4 separate regions of the Mus musculus genome follow, and all the other regions are linked to region 3. Evidence: chromatin contacts called from public HiCAR-type and promoter capture Hi-C data. All regions are on one chromosome and are shown on one strand. The core of a region is the stretch at or near the end of the contact, and the rest is flanking DNA. Distances in the headings are between cores, read along the strand shown.

Region 1 (2,700 bases), core at 22-2,521, 1.9 Mb before region 3:
ATCCTGAAGTCATCCACTACCACTGCAAAATAAACTCCCTTGCCCATAACAGCCAGCAGCAGCATGGATCATGAACATCTACATGGTGTGTGATGTCAGCATGAACCATAGTCATCTGTGTGACTTCCGGTAGCAGCAGACCATGAATATCAACATGGCCCTCGGCCCTTGGCTGTATCACTGACCAGAGACATCATCATGGCCTTTGGTGGCAGCACAGGCCACATACATCAATGTGGTCCTTGATATCAACATAGCTTCAGGTAAAAGCACTGAACTCAGACATCACATGGCCTTCCATGGTAACACAGACCACAGACATCAACATGGCTTCAGGTGGGTGCACAACTAAGGACATATGCACAAGCTCCAGTGGCAGCACAGAACAAAGACCTGAACATAACCTCTGATGGCAGCAGCATGGGCCATGAACATCAATCAACATGGCTTCAGGTGGGTGCATGTACCACACAGAGACATCCACATGGCCTCTGCCCACTCCTGCCTCTGTGCAAGCTGCAGCAGTAGTGCCCCTGTTCTTTGGGCTGGCCAGCAGACCAAGGACTAGCCCTATTCAATAATAACATGTTGTTTGTCCACTGTAGCCGGGCTCCCATGCCGCTCCTATACCTTCCAAGCTGCTCTGGGTTCCCTGGGGTACCAGCAGCAGCTGCTGCCATCTTGAATCTTCTATAGAGTTCAGGATGTGCTTTTTAATTATCAACATCCATGCTGTAAACTTTGCAGCTGCTTCCACTGTATTCAAAGGATGCTGGCAAATCTGTACTTCATTTTTATCCCATCCTAAGGGATTCAAAAATCTCTTCTGTGTTTCTCTTCATTCACAAATATTTTGCTCAGCCTCCAAGTATTTGTGTAGTGTCTTTTGTTACTGATTCATAGTTTCATTCCTCTACATTTGGGTAAGATACACAATATGATTTTGATTTGTTTGTACTTATTAAGACTTGCATTATGATCTAAAGTATATTCTGTTATTAGAAATGGTTTCTTGTGCTGCTCAGATAAAAGTGCATTTTATATCAATTGTGTTGACTATTCTAGATATCTGTGAGGTCATTTTGATCTGTGGCCTTGACATGGGAGCTCTTCCAGTGATGAGTGTGTTTGTGTCATCAGATCTCCCTCAGGAAGGGTGTGCAGCTAGGACGCAACTCATAGTGCACAGGTGAGACAGAACACAGCCTGGTCACAGGAAACTCTCCTCAGGTCTTTCCTTTCTCACACTGATCTTCATGTCCTAGGCCAGGGGCCTTCCTCTCCACCAGCTGAAGGGTAGTTCTCTGCCAGGGCGGGGTGGCAACAATCACCTACCCATCAGACTGCAACTGAAGCAGATGGGAAACATTTCTGTGATGGGTTACCAGGTAGGTGTGCAGAAAAGATGTTACTCCCTCCCACTCTTCATAGCCAGGGGTGGGTAGAGGAGTGAGGAAAATTGCTTTTCAAGGAATGTGGTTTGTGTGTATGAACTGGCTCTAAGGAAGAGGTCTGTGTCTAGAGCAGCCTGACATAGTTCTAGCATTCATGGCCAATTCCTCCAAGCTGAATCTCCCAGCACATCTGTGCTCTGCAGTGCTCTGATACAACCTACAACTGATGAGAAGTTTGGGTGGAGAGGCAATGTCACAATAGCTCCCCAACTGAATACAATGCCACTGAGACAGAATGGAAGCCCCACAAGATCCTGTGAGGGCCTCATTTAATTCTGCCTCCTCTCAGCCACTCAGGGTCCTGTGGCTACATGCCCATCTTTGTGAAGATGCCCTGGTAGGGGACATACCAGAAAATGCAGACACTATTGATGTCTCCACAGAAGGATGTGTGGCTGCTTGCTTTCTTGTAACATAAACAAGGTAAATGTGTGCAAGCAGTCAGCCACAGGCAGCCCAAACCTGTCAATCAAAGAGACAAAGCATTGTCCTGCTGAAATTCCTTTGGCAGGGGCTTGTGTCAAAGCAAGCTTTGCCTGCTCTGGTGGTCAAAGAAAATGCCCTTAAAGGATTCAGAAATTCAGAGCTCTCGAAGGTGGACCTATAACCCCCAGGATTATTTTAACGTATGAATTGTGTTTGAATCTGTGATTTCCTAACTTACAAACAAAAGTTTCTCAAAAACATTTAGCATGCATTATTGTGTCAGAAAAATAAGAAAATGTGGGTAAGATAAGTCCTTTTTGTTTTTCCTTAAACACCTACTATAGACATTCTAAACTCAGTTCTTGATCATCAAACTTGATCAGGAAGATTAAAATTCATATATTCAGATGAACTTAGGGCTATCTCTTGTTGTTGTGTCTCCACCACTGTCTATCAACTTAATCGAAATCTAAACTGCCTTCATTTGTCCCCTGGATATTAAATATTCTAATTAAAATGCTGATACTTTACTAAATGCCAGCTTTCCTGACATATATAAACAATCTTTTTCCTCTCCATTTTCTCCTCTCCATTTAATAGGGGTGTTGGGTATGTTTTATGTCAACTTGACACAAGTCAAAGTCATTTGGAAAAGGGGAACTGCAGTAAGGAAAATGCTCTCACTAGATTGGCCTATGGTGCTTTTATTTTTTTATTTTTTATTTTTTATTTTTTTGATTGGTGACTGATGTGGGAAGCCTTAGCCTTCTGTGGACAGTGTCACTCATGGGTAGATTGAGCAAGCGTGAGGAATAAATAA
Region 2 (2,700 bases), core at 117-2,616, 1.9 Mb after region 3:
CCGATAGAGATGGCGGTTCCGGTTCCGTGGTGAGAGTCTCTGGTGTACTGCTGAGCTATTATTAATAGTCTAATAGCCACTTCCAGAAGACTCTGACAGCAGTTGGCTCGCTCAACAGTCGTAATGCTAGTTTTTCAAGCTTCCCTTCTCCCATCCCATCCAACATTGGTACAAGCATCAGAAAATAAATATTTTCCAAGTGGCTTTATGTCTGCAATTACCCTGAAGGCATTTTATATTTCCAAAGTATGCCTAAGGCCAAGAGGCTGGCACTGGGACTTTTGCCTAGTCAGTAAGTAGAGAAATAAACACATGAACAATTGCAGCCCACTTCTTCAAGAAGAGCAAGTTGTTGCTCCGGCCCTGAAGGTTCATGGGTGTTTTCAAATGAGCCTCAGACCTTCAAGAGTTATAGGTCAGGATTCTAAAAGGAAAGCCGAGCACTACCTGAACTTCATTTTCTACAAGACAAGATTAATCTCTTACTGATTCCACACTCAGCTAACCTTCATCAGAAAACAAGCATGAGAAAAATCCACCCTTAACAAGTTAACTATGAAACCAATTCTTCACTCCAGATTTACTGAGCCGAGATAAGACAGACTTGATCTTTCAGAACATCTTCATATTTATAGAAAAGTTGCGAGTAAAATCGAGAACTGCCCCCACACAAGTCCTGCCAACGTCTGATCACATCTTACATCATCACTGAACATTTCTCGCTGCTTTCTTATGTCCCAAACTCTAAAAAGCAATCCCGATTCGACAGTGGTCTCTAACTTTATCACCCTGCGTGCAGTTTCTTCCTCTTGATATTCCCAAACGGCAAAAATAGTCTTCTGTAATTACCATCGGTGATGCAAGGGCCCAAGAACACCCACAGCAGATTTCTCACACAGCAGCCGGAGTGAAGAAAACGCGCGGGCAGCGGACACTTCAACCTTCCCCTAGATCTCTCGCTCCGGCAGCTCCGCAGGTGACAGGAGGCTGCCCAGGGTCCACCCGTCCCCACCGGTCCATGAGCGCGGGGCCCGGGAGCCCGGGAGCCCTTAGACGACAGGCCGAGTGTCCCCCCCCACCCCCTAGCCTCGCCCCACCCAGCCTGTCCTCCCAGCTCCCGGAACCCGCGCCGTCGCCGCGGCAGGTGCGGTGGCCCCCGGGCCCTGGCCGGACTCGCGCCCGCGCCTCACTCACTTGTCGTACTCCTGTGTCATCGCGCTCGCTCGCCGCTGCCGGGCCGCAGAACTGGACTTTCGGGTTGGGACAGTACACCCGATCCGGGGGGAGGAGGCGGCGGCGGGCGGCGCGCGGCGGCAGGCGGTGGGTCCGGAGCGGCGGCCCCGACGGGTTGGGTTCGCTTTTCTCGCTCTGAGCCGGCTCGGCGCGGGCTGCGCGCACTGGGCGCTGGGCTCGGCCTCCCATTGGCTGGCGGAGCTCCGGCCCAAGGCGGAGCTTCTGGAACTGGGAGGAGGGAGCTCCTCCTGATTGGTGAGATGGAGCTCTGGGGAGGAGCCTGGGGGCGGACCGGAGGGCGGGGGCCACGCGGTGCTCGGCGGTGCTCAGCGGCGCTGGGGAGCTTGCGCGCGGCTGGCCCCGGTGGCGCCGGCCGGTAGTGCCGCCGGCGCCGAGAGGCTTCGGCGCACACCCGCGTGGGCGCGTTTCACCTTCCAGTTCTCTCTCGCGGTCAGTTCTCCGGCCCCAAGGCCTCTGCCTGGGAAATACCTAGGGAATTTCTTTGCAGCTGTGCAGGTTTGGAGGTTTCCTTCTGGTTCATCTCTCAGTGCCCACCATGTGACAGTCGCCAATCTGCACAGCCTCTTAATAACCCACGTTTCCCCGGCCAGCGGTCCCTGTTTATTGGGCACCTATCAAGTGTCAAAAGCATCACTCTAAGACACCTTCCCAAGCCCCAGAGGTCCCCACCAGCCTCCTGAGGGCATCTGAACTTGCTTGGCTCTTCATCTGCCCAGCGCTATATTTGGACTTTAGCATCCTCAACCCCTACCTACTACCTGTGTGGTCTTTCTGTTTGGCCAGCTCCAGATTGGCTTCCACTTTTTCCTCCCATATCCTAACCCCTTTTTAAACCATTTTCCTATGGGTCGGTTTCTTTAACCTCAGCCTCAGGCCTACAACAGTAGAGACAGGGACCTAGACAGAGAGGACAAGGCAGAGACAGAGCAGGCAAATTTTCCTGCCTCCTAGAGCGTCCTACTTTGAGAGTCACGGTGACTCCTTTGGTGTGCGGAGAGAGATGGCACTCTTTGCAGGTGGATGGGGAAAGTAGAGTGGAGCTCTCTGGGTTTAAAGATGTAGATGGCGAGGGGGTGGGCATAAGGGTGAAGGCACAGCTATAGACCGTGATAGAGGAGACACGAGTGTGTCCACTGAGGAGCTAGGAAAGCAGTGTGGCCAGAGAGTAACTGGGCACTGGTGCAAACTGTAGAGCCCCGCGGGTTTCTGTAAGGCCTTAAGTGAGGAAGCTTTGAAGGACTTGCGGTAGGGCATAGACAGACTTCACTCGTGTTTTCAAATAATCTGGTCACTGAATGGTAGGGAATCAGCAGGAGGCAATTTCAAAAGAGACAAGCAAAAGATAAATAGTAGCCAGAAGCATGACCCGGGGTGATGGGACACTGAGAAGGGTTTGAATTCTAGATGCCTCTGTGTTCAAACGAACAGGATTCTCTGAGACCCAAA
Region 3 (2,700 bases), core at 147-2,646:
GCTTTTCCTTGAAGACTCTGTTACAAATCCCTTATCCCTCCATCACAGGAACATTTACAGATGACAGGGGTGTGTGTGTTGGGGATATGGGGGGATAAAAGCAAAAAAAAAAAAAAACAAAAAACAAAAACAAAAAACTCTTGAGCAGTTGAGTGACCGCATATGGCCCACAAACCAGTTGAATACTTACATGCTCTTACACTCTCCGATGCACATAGCATCTCCTGCACCACAAGATCCCAGATTGGTAGCAAATGCCCAGCAAATTATCCCTTTATCTAGCTGACTTCCTTCTCCTGATTTCCAGGGGACTCTACTCCCCCTGCAGGCTTTTGAGAATGAATGTATTAGCAGAAAGCATTGCTCAGCCAGGTAGGTGTTGGATGCACGAGCCACTAAGTTGACAGAAACCTACACACGAAATATTGAAGGCAGCATCCGTGTCTAACACAGAGCCTACCTGTGTTGCCTACACCACCTGGCTCGTGAATAAGAATAAACAAACCAAGCCGAAAGCACTTGATTGGCCAACCAAAGTGCTGAGTCCCCAGCTCCACTCAGTCCCCAAGGGAAAGAACTCTTACCTCTTCCAAGACAGCCCTTGCCGCGTCCCGGTCTTGGAACACCGCAGAGTTAAGCAGATCTGGCAGCAATGGGTGCAGATGAGGTTCCTGTGCCGGCAGGACGCATGCGCAGTCCACCTGCACCTGCCTGTCTCCCTGCAACTCCCACAGACGCTGCCACAGCAAACCCTGGGAGTCGGCCTGGAACTCGGCCAACTGCGGGCGCGCCGCCTCCTGGCAGGAGCCCAGAAGCTGGAGCAAGTCGCGCCGAGTGTCCGGGTGGTCGCAAGGGTCCCGCAGCAGGAAGCCATGCTGGGCTTCGCCGGCCTGATCGCCCGGACCATAGCCCAGAAGCTTGCTCAGTTGGCATCTCTGTAAAGGACCCCGGCGCAGCTGCTGCAGCAGGCGATGGTGCACCCGGGCCGCCTGCACCCGGGGCCCGCAGCCTTCGCCTGGAGCCAGGGGCACACACAGCGCGTAGCTGCGCCCTGGGGGGCCGAGCAGCTCTGCCAGGCGTGCATCCCTGTGGTCTGTTGCATCCCCCAGGACGAAGTGAGTCAGGGAGCAATCTGGCAGCTCCACAGTGAAGCGCCGCGGCCGAGCCATGGTCCCCATGCAGGCCTGGTGTCGCCCGCACAGCCTCCGCGACAGACGCCCGAGCCACAGTGGGGCTCGAGGGCGGCTTATTAGGGCCATGGGTGTCCCGGGCCGCGCCCTCCGCCACGCCTCGGAAACGAAACCGCGGTGACCACAGACCCAGGATCCCCGGGAAACGAAAGTGAAGGCAGCTGTGGCTGAGACCTCCAGTGTGGCCGAGCTACTCCCGGGCTTGGGCTTCTCCTCCCACCACAGCCGCGCCTTTAACTGTCGGCAGCGGTTAGGAAATTCTGGCCCTGGGGCTCTGGCGGGTTGCTAACACTGGTGTGGTCCCCTGGCAACGCCTGCTCTTGAGAATTCCAGGCTCTCCTGAGGAATCAGCTTTGTCTGGCTTGGTTCTGTAGTGGCAGGTGATCCTAGCTCCAGTTTTGGAACTCTAGGATACTTACTTATGTTGTATGAGGACTTGGGGAGCTGGAGACAGAGGCGCAAAGGGATCACATCAAGAAAACACGCCGCCACCACCACCACCACCCCCGCCCCCCAACACACACACACACACACACACACACACACACACACACACACACACAGAGAGAGAGAGAGAGAGAGAGAGAGAGAGAGAGAGAGAGAGAGAGAGAGCGCTTCATGACCCACCTGTCCACAGGCACCTGACCTCCTTCAGGTACCTGGCCTCAATTTACCTTGCAGTAACTTCAGGCCTGAAGCGTATTTGGGCAGCTTTTCAACTTTGCAAATGAGGGACTCCTCCAGGGTGCCCTTTGCTCACGTGGGATGCAAACTGGAATATGTGGCCAGGTTGTCACATTAAGTAATTGCCAATCAAAATTTCCTGCATCAATGTCCTGTGTTTGTTTTGAATTTTTTGTTTCTCTCTGTGTGTGTCTCTCTCTGTCTCTCTGTCTCTCTATCTCTGTCTCTCTGTGTGTGTGTGTTTCTGTCTCTGTTTCTGTCTCTGTCTCTCTCTCTCTCTCTCTCTCTCTCTCCCTCTCTCTCTCTCTCTCTCTCTCTGTGTGTGTGTGTGTGTGTGTGTGTGTGTGTGTGTGTGTGTGTGTGTGTGTGTGTGTTGGCTATGTTTTAGAAGTCTTAAGACCGTCTCAACCTTGCTGGTTCACAGTAAAGATAGGTGTTTCAGTGAGGCTCCCAGCTTAAGATTTATCCCCACACAAGGAAGGTGTAAGGCCAGGGTGAGCAGACTGTCAGTTGTGTTGGTAGAGCAAAAAGATGCAATGCACAACTGACCCTGGAGTGAGCTGTCCAAGGAACACAACACCTCCGGCAGTTTGCTACAGGGACCTCTGTGAAATTACTGCCTGGCAGACCTGCTAGAGTCTCAGATTATAATTGTTGGAAATAAATATTTTTGGTCACACACACACAATCACACACAGAGAGACACAGAAATGAAAGTAACCCTGCAAGACAATTTTTTGTTTGTTTTTAGGATATTCTTTTTTTTTAAATTATTTTCTTTATTTACATTTCAAATGTTGTCCCCTTTCCTAGTTTCCCCTCTGAA
Region 4 (2,700 bases), core at 134-2,633, 1.4 Mb after region 3:
TCCAGTGATGGCCGACTAGGCCATCTTTTGATACATATGCAGCTAGAGTCAAGAGCTCCGGGGTACTGGTTAGTTCATAATGTTGTTCCACCTATGGGGTTGCAGATCCCTTTAGCTCCTTGGGTATTTTCTCTAGCTCCTCCATTGGGGGCCCAACCTGGGATTTTTCAATGTGACACCGTGGCTCTTCCCCCCCCCTCCCCCAGGGAAAAAGCTTTTTAAATAAATCACACAAACTAAAAAAGTGTCAGCACAGGTTTTTTTTCCTTTATAAAAGGCTATTTTCTATTGTAAAACTAATATATGCTTATTGTATAATAGATATGATAAAACACAGAAGGTAGCCTGGAAAGGATAAGATTTAGTCAATCAAATATAGTAATATATTTGTACTCTTTTATTGTATGTATGTGTATGTATGTATGTATGTGTGTGTGTGTATATATATAAACTCATATTTATATGAGTTCAAACCATAAATAATTTTGAATCAATCAGAAATTCTCAAATGTAAAAATAAGTGAATTTTAGTCATTAAAAACACTTACTAGACAATGTTACAATGATCAATATGAAATTGTCTTGAAAGTAAACAAATGGCCAGAATGTTCCAGTTCTTCTGGGTTCTCCCTACTAACCACCAGGGAGTAAGTAAGCTGATCTGAGATGTGTGAGCGAATGCTCCAGAGATAAAGCAATGAAAACCACAACGGAGATGCTCAAACAGGTGGACAGGAGAATTGGGAGAAGGGCCAGTGTCCACTAAGTGATGGGTACAGAGTGGATGGAGGCTGATATCACAGAATACAACTGAACAGGAAAAGGGAGTAGACTGTGTTGAACTTGACAGGGGCAAACCTCATAATCAGCTATATTAAGTAAGGAATCTGGCCAGTGTGAAGGAAGCAGATCACAGTTCCCAGGGAACTTGGGGAGGTGAGGAGGAGAGTAACAGGACCACGATGAACCTGGAGGAAACCTGCCTAGTGGTGGCATGGCCACCTCTCTGACTGGGAGGACAGCTCTGCAGACCTAGGCAAACGCCAGCCATGAGACCGCACAGCCTCCGCACACGTTTCCTATGGTAACAGCATCTCTAGAAGCTCTCCTCACAGCACTGGCCAGTTACTCAAGAGCCTGTGCTCCTGGGTGGCACTAGGGCTCCATTTTAGGGGAAAGAACATTTGCCTGCTCTTCCCAAGTGAGATGGAACCCTAAGATTAGCAACAGCTGCATCTTTTCTTTGGGATCAGCACTTTATTGCTGAGACCCAGTACTTGGCTGGTAGCCAGATATTAAAAGTCATCTGAGGGAAGATCCAGAGAACAAAATTAGCAAACAAGGAAAGAATGGGTGCTCGTGAGAAAACAGGGCGAGCAGTTCTGTGTGAGTCTCACAGACTCCTGCTACAGACTCAAACATGCACACAGCACAAAGCTCTTTAAGATACCATTGCTTTCAATAAAGTAAAACAGCATCCTCACTGATTATTAAGTACATTTAATGAGTAATGAAAACCTGGAAAACGATCACATGGTATCATTTGCAAACGTAGAAAAAACACTAGAAATGAAACAGTTAAAAAGGCAGTTCATTTCTCAGAAGTGTAACACACAAAAAGAAGAGGCTAGGAAGATTTAGATAAAAACACACAGCTGACAAGTCACATGAAACAAATTAACCGAATCCTAATGCCAGCGTTGCTTTCAGCCTGAATGCGAACAGTGTTCTCAGCGTGGCGAACAATGCGGCTGTTCACAAGCCAAACGTCTACTGCTGCTCTCCAGATTGGAGTCTCTATTCTAACCTTTTGAGCTCAATGCATTAAGCCCTTCTGTTAAAAGAGACGTTTATGTAAATGATAATCTTTTGGCAGTGGGCCATCAAAATCATATGGGCTTTTATTTTTCAGATATTTTTTCCAAAGGTTAGCATTTAAAGAATTTAAATAACTTCACTTTTCAATTAAGAGCAAATTTAAATTTTCAGCACTAGGAATCATGTGAACTAAAGTTGCCAGCAGTTAAATGGCCCACAGAAAGCATTTTTACAGTACAGGCATCACTGAGCTCCCAGGAAGCTTGAGTGTAGTTTCTTTTGATGCCACTGATCGAACAGCACTTGTTAATGCCAACATCCATGTAAGTTAAAGCATTTTGATGATAAATGACAGTGCTTTATTATAGAAGACACAAATAAATTACTTGGCAGAATTTACATAAGTCATTCCTGTCAATTCTATTCAAAGTAAGGCTCAAAATTAAATGGAAAATTTTATATCTTAAAGGTCCATAATGTATAACTTATGAAACGGACATTATATTTTTTCTGAAGTTGGTCATCTAATAATGTGATTATCCAATAAAGAATTAAAATTAAGATTTACCCCCCCACCCCACTCCACCTCCCAATTTTCACTCACTGATGATCAAGCCCAGGGTTTCACGAATGCTAGGCAATCCAAACATCTTTATAAGCTCTCATCTGCCTTGGAACTGTATTACACTTGAGACAAACTTAACTTCCAGACGACCCTCACAATAATACAGACAGAAAGGCCCACTCAGTGCTGGGGATGTACCTTCATGAAAGGGTGCTTGCTTAGCACCCACAAAGCCCTAGGTTCAATCACTAGCAATGAAGGAAAAAACAACAAAAGCCACCCACTGTAATGCCAGAGTCAGAAACAAAAGATACCAC

What was found. Promoter capture Hi-C pulls out the DNA fragments that hold promoters and counts their contacts. HiCAR-type assays count read pairs that join an accessible place to other places.
Region 1: a promoter capture Hi-C map of hippocampal neurons shows a contact between it and region 3, with 10 times the contacts expected there. The contact joins the enhancer-like site here to the promoter of Cmpk2 in region 3. A contact is called at or near these places in 9 of 39 promoter capture datasets (the 3T3-L1 cell line, the C10 cell line, cranial neural crest and 6 more).
Region 2: a contact with region 3 is called in a promoter capture Hi-C map of pre-B cells. The contact joins the promoter of Grhl1 here to the promoter of Cmpk2 in region 3. A contact is called at or near these places in 4 of 39 promoter capture datasets (liver, neutrophils and pre-B cells), 1 of 484 Hi-C or Micro-C datasets (CD4 T cells) and 2 of 9 other capture datasets (adipose tissue and liver).
Region 4: a contact with region 3 is called in a HiCAR-type map of astrocytes, with 5 times the contacts expected there. The contact joins the enhancer-like site here to the promoter of Cmpk2 in region 3. A contact is called at or near these places in 9 of 39 promoter capture datasets (the 3T3-L1 cell line, the HPC-7 cell line, HPC-7-derived erythroid cells and 6 more), 1 of 484 Hi-C or Micro-C datasets (bone marrow-derived macrophages), 2 of 115 datasets of contacts at active chromatin or transcription factors (astrocytes and memory CD8 T cells) and 2 of 9 other capture datasets (adipose tissue and liver).

Annotation. Positions count from the first base shown.
Region 1 is chr12:28,323,087-28,325,786 of GRCm38.p6, reverse strand. No RefSeq gene overlaps it. Among named protein-coding and RNA genes, the nearest start is that of Gm25564, 26 kb to the left of the region's middle. Within about 2 kb of position 1,271, at least 6 of the 459 cell types and tissues checked have an H3K27ac peak or open chromatin away from gene starts, as enhancers often do.
Region 2 is chr12:24,570,953-24,573,652 of GRCm38.p6, reverse strand. Grhl1 (grainyhead like transcription factor 1) reads right to left here and starts at 1,366. Exons shown (of 16, transcript NM_001161406.1): 1 at 1,195-1,366. The coding sequence starts at 1,214.
Region 3 is chr12:26,467,911-26,470,610 of GRCm38.p6, reverse strand. Cmpk2 (cytidine monophosphate (UMP-CMP) kinase 2, mitochondrial) reads right to left here and starts at 1,396. Exons shown (of 5, transcript NM_020557.4): 1 at 585-1,396. The coding sequence starts at 1,259.
Region 4 is chr12:25,033,229-25,035,928 of GRCm38.p6, reverse strand. The region is part of intron 22 of Kidins220 (kinase D-interacting substrate 220); the gene reads right to left. Among named protein-coding and RNA genes, the nearest start is that of Gm36236, 59 kb to the right of the region's middle. Within about 2 kb of position 1,383, at least 70 of the 459 cell types and tissues checked have an H3K27ac peak or open chromatin away from gene starts, as enhancers often do. A contact at or near this core is called in adipose tissue and astrocytes, where this site is marked.